Regions from separate parts of the Muntiacus reevesi genome. Here region 2 is linked to region 1. A link is a contact called in public Hi-C data. All regions are on one chromosome and are shown on one strand. Each heading gives the region's core, a stretch centred on a gene start, on an enhancer-like site or on the middle of the called end of the contact. The rest is flanking DNA. Distances are from core to core; before and after follow the strand shown. Region 1 holds the start of LIAS (lipoic acid synthetase). Region 2 holds the start of PDS5A (PDS5 cohesin associated factor A).

Region 1 (2,880 bases), core at 108-2,607:
AGCAGGCTTAGAAAAAAGTCCATTTATTCACAACAACCACTGTAAATTCTAGTACTTGCCCTAATTAAAAAGTACGACTTCCCAACCCCCCCCCCCCAAAAACCAAAACACCGTCTCAAAACTATTTTTATTACTATGCATTACAGGTACACTATTTCACAAAGGAATGACAACCCAGAAACAAAAGTATGGTACAAGCTGCATTAAACGTCAATCCTGGAATATTATCAGGTTTAAGACCCACGTAAGATTTTTACAAATCAGGAAAAAAATAAACTTAACTTGTAACAGTATTATTAAAATCTGCTACGAATCATTACTACCCCGCTCCACCCTGGTCTGGAGTTTTTCTAATCCACTTTGTTCAGAATTTGATCTTCCAATTTTGTTAAACAAACTGAAACCAGCTACAACCCTGGATACCCAATTTGAAGCTAAAACCCTGAATCTCAATTTCGTAATTTTAAAAGCAACCCATCTGTTACTCTTAAATCATAGCCTTCCAAACAAGCAGCTGTGGCCAAAACAAACGAACAAAAAAACCTCACCCTCTTCTTTCTCTTTCCAAGGAGGCTGAGTTCTACATTGATGTGATTGAAGTCCCTCCGCAGGGTGCCTCTGGGGCCCTTCACAATGACTGTCCGTCCCTTCAAGGTAATGTCGACTAGGAGAGAACGTACTCGTGAGGCCTCGGAACAAGGTAGAGAGCATGTAGTAAAGACGTAAGAAAAACGCAAACACCAAGTCTCGTACCATTTTCTGGGATGTCGACAGTCTGATTGCTGAGAATGGTCTTCATTCTGAAACACAAACACTTGGCGTAAGAAGGCCGCTAACGACCAAACTCCACCGCACGGAGCTCCACTCCTACCGGAGACCGCCGGCAAAAATACGGGAGGACCCGAACCGACAGCTGTCCCCGCTGCGCCCTGGTTTCGAAGGGGCAGCTCCCAGGCGCCTGTTACAAGCCCAGCGGGCGAACTCCCCGCTCAGCGCATCCCTGGGAGTCCTGTCAAGCCGGCGCCATCCCGGCAAGACTGAGGAGCTGGGGTAGGCCTGAAAGCCCAGTACAGGGCTCGAATTCAAGCGCAACCAAACTCATATGGCGTTCGCTGTGTGGGAACACAACCACGACAGAGTTCCCGAGCGCCACAACCACGCCGCTGGCCTTCCCAGAGCCGATGGCTTCAGATTCCCAAAGCCCACCGATTACAGAAACCATCTCACCTCGCAGTAGATGCGGCAAAGAGAGAGCGTCTTTCGTCATCACGCTCTTATAGTCCGTATGAAGGCTGCGTGTTCGGTCATCAGTGCGCGACGCCGCTAGACTAAAGCAGCCAATCGCGAAGCTGCGCGAGTTCCACCGGGTCAGGGAGGTTCAGCTTGTCATAAGTCTGGCGACGGTTTGTCCTTTTCTCTTTTCCCGGGAATTACTGATTATTCGTCCTTGCTAGGAAAAAAAGAGAGAGATGTCTCTACGCTGCGGGGGCGCGGTCCGCACCGTGGGCCCCCGGGTGAGCAGCTGGGGAAGCAGGGTGCGGGCGTGGGGTAGAGGGCTCCCATCCCTTTAGAGCGCCCAATAATGCCAGCTTTTACTGAATGTTTACTTCTAGCCAGGTTTTATTCTAAACATTTTTCGTGTGGTATCTCGTCTAATTCTTTAGACACCACCACGAAGTTAAGTCTCTGGTAGTGACTTGTTTGTAGGTGTTTCTGGCTGACGCTAAGAGCTGTCTTGTTTTTGTTTTTTTTTTCCCCTTGCATATCAGTGATTTGTACTAGACACCAGTTTGGACAATTAGAACCCAAAATCTGTGCTGTAAAACTGAGCAGGAGACTTGGGCAAGAACAGTAGCAATCGGGCAGCATCTTAATAGGCACACTTTTTTTTTTTTTTTTTTTTTTGGTACTCTTTGAATTTTATAGTGTTTTGGCTGTCTTGTTCATGTGTGTGTTCAGATCCAGAAGCTGATGGCTTCTTTTGGTCAACAAATACATGTCGAGTGACTTCCTTGATCAAACACAGAATGTAAGGTAGAAAATTGGAATAGTAAGTTTGGTTTTCCTATTTCAAGTTCTCTGAAATCAGCTGGATTAAACCTTAAACCTCTTAAGTTTTAACACATGTGTTTATCCAAAGCCCAAGGCAGAGATAATTTACTTCAGATTTTATTTAAACGTCCTTGACTCGTCAGGAATAGAAAATTCAAAACTGTAGCATCTTCTCCTGTTATTGCAGTTTATACTTGAAAGACAGACTTTTTAGTCCTGATACGGGTAAAGTGTGGCATGTTTTGTTAGCCAGTTCCAGAAGTTTCCAAATCTATTTTAAATGTAGACAGAAATAGTTAATTCCTATTCTTCTTTGAGTCTTCCTTAACCTTAGATTCCAAGCTTCAACACAGAGCTTGTAAATAGTTTAACGTCATTTCTGAATCAGTTCTCTGGCTTACTCTTCCTTTTAGCTATGTTAAATAGGTTAAAACTAAGTTATTACTAACTCTACTAAATAAATTTTTGCCTGGGAAATCCCATGAACAGAGGAGCCTGGTGGTCTATAGTCCATAGGGTTGCAAAAGAGTCAGACACGACTTAGTAACTAAACAGCAAACTAAATAAATGTCATAATGAACCCTTTGTTTAGGTATTTGGAAGATATTTATGCAGCCCTGTTAGAGAAGTAAGTTCCTTCCCAGATGAAAAAAAGGAATTTTTACAGAGTGGACCAGACCTTCAAGAATTTATATCTGGTGATCTGGCCGACAAGAGTACATGGGATGAATATAAAGGAAATTTAAAACGCCAGAAAGGAGAAAGGTAATTGAAAATTTGTAGTAATTTTAACATGCCATTTCTTCATAGTGCATCATTTTCAGATAT
Region 2 (2,880 bases), core at 153-2,652, 410 kb after region 1:
CGTTTGATCATTTCGTCCGTGGTGATCTTGTCGGTGATCTCCTTCACCCCCGGAGGGTAAGCGATCTTCCCGTCGGCACTCACGACGCCGCAGAGGGCCGTGGCAGGCTTGGGCTGAGCGGTGAAGTCCATCCTGGGGGACAACTTTTCCTTCACGGTCCTCTACCGGCCTCTATCGGTCAGAAAACAAAAGTTCAGCGGGAAAGGGGCGACTTTGTAACCTCTTTTTTCATTTCAAAAACCCTAATCTGCAGAGGGTCCTTTCTCCAGGGAGGCCGGGGGCTCGGCGGCGGCCTCCCTCCCCGCTCCTCCCCGGGGCTTGGAGCCTGGTGGCCGCCTCGCCGCCCCCACCCACGCGGGCCCCGCAGACCCCGGGCCCTCCCGGCTCCCTGGCACCGGCGGCCGCGGGAAGCGCCGAGCAGCGCCAGGAGTTTCCCGTTCCCCCTTTCACAATGAAATCCCACCCCCAAGCACCGAGGTCCGAAGTTTGGAGGCCTCGAGAGCCCAGCGAGGCCCCTGAGGCCCCGGCTCGGTCAGAGAGAAGCCTCGAATGCCCGCCCGGCCGGTCCCCTCCGGGAAAGGAGACGCGAGGCCTATAGGGCTCGGCTTAGGCCGCAAAACTAGGGACCCAACGGGACCCACACGCAGCGGCGGCTCCCGGGAACCTACGCCCTTGCCGGGCAAAGCTTCGGGACCCCCGGTGTCCCCGCCACGCTCCCGCCCCTCCCGTGTCCCGGTCCCTCACCCCCGCGGGAGGAGAAAACAAGCTGCCCTCCGCCCCGAACCCCGAGCCAGGAAGCGGCTGACGCGGCTCCGCACTTCACATTTTGTTCCTTCAACTTCGGCTCAGGGACCCCGGCGGCTCCTCTCGCCCCCGGCCACTCGGCGCAGTCCGGAGCCGCCGAGGCCTCACCGGCACCTCCGGGCAGCCCCGCCGGGCCTCCGTCCCGCGCCCCCCCCACCCCCGGTCTCCCCTTCCGTCCCCTCCCTCCCCAGCCGAGGGCGGGAGCCGAGCCGCCGCCGCCTTTACCTCCTCCTCATGCGGGCGGAAGGTGCATCGAGCGCCCGGGCCTCTGTCAGGTGGTTGCGCCGCCGCCCCTCTCCGGGCTGCACACAAAGCGGCTCCGCGGGTCCCGCCGCCGCCGCCGCCCGCCCCGGAGCGGCGCTGGGGCTGGCGGTGCCGAGGAGGAGCAGTCGCCGCGGGGGGAGACGCGGGGCGAGTGAGAGCTGGGCGGGGAGACACTGCCGCTCTCCGTCAGGCAGAGGAAGAGCAGCCTCGGAGGAGGCTCCTCCGGGAGCGTGTGCGCGTGTGTCCGCCCCGGACCCCGGCTGCCCGCCCGCCCGCACCTCGCGCCGGCCGGGTCCGCGAGCCGGACCCGGACGCCCCTCGCAGCGGCGCGCGCTGCCGCCCGTGCTCCCGGCAGCCGGCGCCTCTCGCACACAGCGGCCGGTCACGCGAGCGGCGCGAGAGCACGCGAGAGCAGGGCGCGCGCCTCGCCCCCGCCCCTTCCTCCGCCGGCCTTGCCTCCGCCTCCCTCGGGCCTCGAGCGGCGCGCGCGGAGCAAACAGCGCCGCCACCCGGTTGGCGCCAAGACCTGCCGCTCCGAGCGCCTTCGGGAGGACCGGACCCAGAAGGCGAGCAGAGGAGGAGCCTGGCTGGCGGGAAGCGACCCGGCGCCCGCGGCCTTTTGGGGCCAAGTTGCACGAACGGAGTTTCTTCAGTGTTTGCCGCGGAGATGAGTTCATGACTTTTGGGGTTCATCCTAAACGACGTGGATGGACATGGTTGAAAAATGGTTAATTAGTCGGTGATAACGAACTGATTTCCTCCCTAGGGACAGAAGATCTGCAACCTGAGGAAAAGTTTTGCAACATGGCACAACGTGTGCTGCTCATTCCTGTTTCTTTTGACAGCCTCCAGAGTTTGCCCTCTCCTCTTTAGATGTCTAAAATTAATATTTTGAAAACTGCAAAATATGAAAACTGCATTGAGTCCAGTAGTTCTCAAAGAATAGACGAAATTTTCTGGACTGCACTCCCGAACCTAGAAAATCAGGATTTCTGAGACTGGACTTCAGAAATAAGCATGTTTACAAATTCGATACATAGGTCTTGTGAATATGGAGTAACTCGTTAAAAAAATTTTTTTTTAAATATACCAAAGGATAGGTTTTTCGTTCATCCAAAGGAAAACCCGATGCAGTGGTGTTTGAGCAGTTTAAAATAAAAAGCTGAACCAAATGAACCTCGGGAGCACATATATAATTTCCAAAGATGAAGTTAAAAAGAGAAAATAATTTGAAATAGTCTGCAGCTCTTGAAACTGATCGCTACTGTAGTTTAAAATGATATTTGATTATTTAAATTCTTGATGGATATTAATTGATCTTTTCCACATCCTTTGTTTGATCTTAAAAATATTATAGGGGCTGCCCTCACTGAACTGTTTTTCAAGTAATATACAAGGAAGCAATTATCTCAGAATCTAACACACCACAGTTGCTGATTTGCTAGAACTCTGCCCAAAACTCAGAACATTTAGAGTAGCAGGCAGAATTCATTAAGAAACTTCATCCAAACTATTAAACTGACCAAAACCTACACTGTTTTTAGGCTCTTTCTCTCACATATGATTTTAAAAAATCTGTTACATTTAAATAAAGAGGGACTTTTTATTTTCATTCTTGCCATTATTAATTTACCCATTACTAAATGGAGTTTTGTATATATCCATAAAATTGTAATTTTAACTACCTACTTCGTTAATAATGTTTGATTTTATAAACACTCAAAAGATAGTAAGCCCTAAGGATCGTAACACATCAATAGGTTGAACTTGTAAATTCTAAATTATAGGAATTCTGAAATTTCTGTTTTTAAT

The links. Hi-C and Micro-C count contacts between places; a contact is called where the count stands out from the background.
Region 2: a contact with region 1 is called in a Hi-C map of muscle, with 5 times the contacts expected there. The contact joins the promoter of PDS5A here to the promoter of LIAS in region 1. A contact is called at or near these places in 2 of 3 Hi-C or Micro-C datasets (blood and muscle).

Annotation. Positions count from the first base shown.
Region 1 is chr16:55,000,774-55,003,653 of mMunRee1.1, forward strand. LIAS (lipoic acid synthetase) reads left to right here and starts at 1,358. Exons shown (of 8, transcript XM_065907430.1): 1 at 1,358-1,514; 2 at 2,645-2,817. The coding sequence starts at 1,470. RPL9 (ribosomal protein L9) reads right to left here and starts at 1,248. Exons shown (of 8, transcript XM_065907349.1): 1 at 1,228-1,248; 2 at 754-800; 3 at 549-664. The coding sequence starts at 799.
Region 2 is chr16:55,413,044-55,415,923 of mMunRee1.1, forward strand. It overlaps PDS5A (PDS5 cohesin associated factor A), which reads right to left and starts at 1,403. Exons shown (of 33, transcript XM_065907581.1): 1 at 1,030-1,403; 2 at 1-171. The coding sequence starts at 131.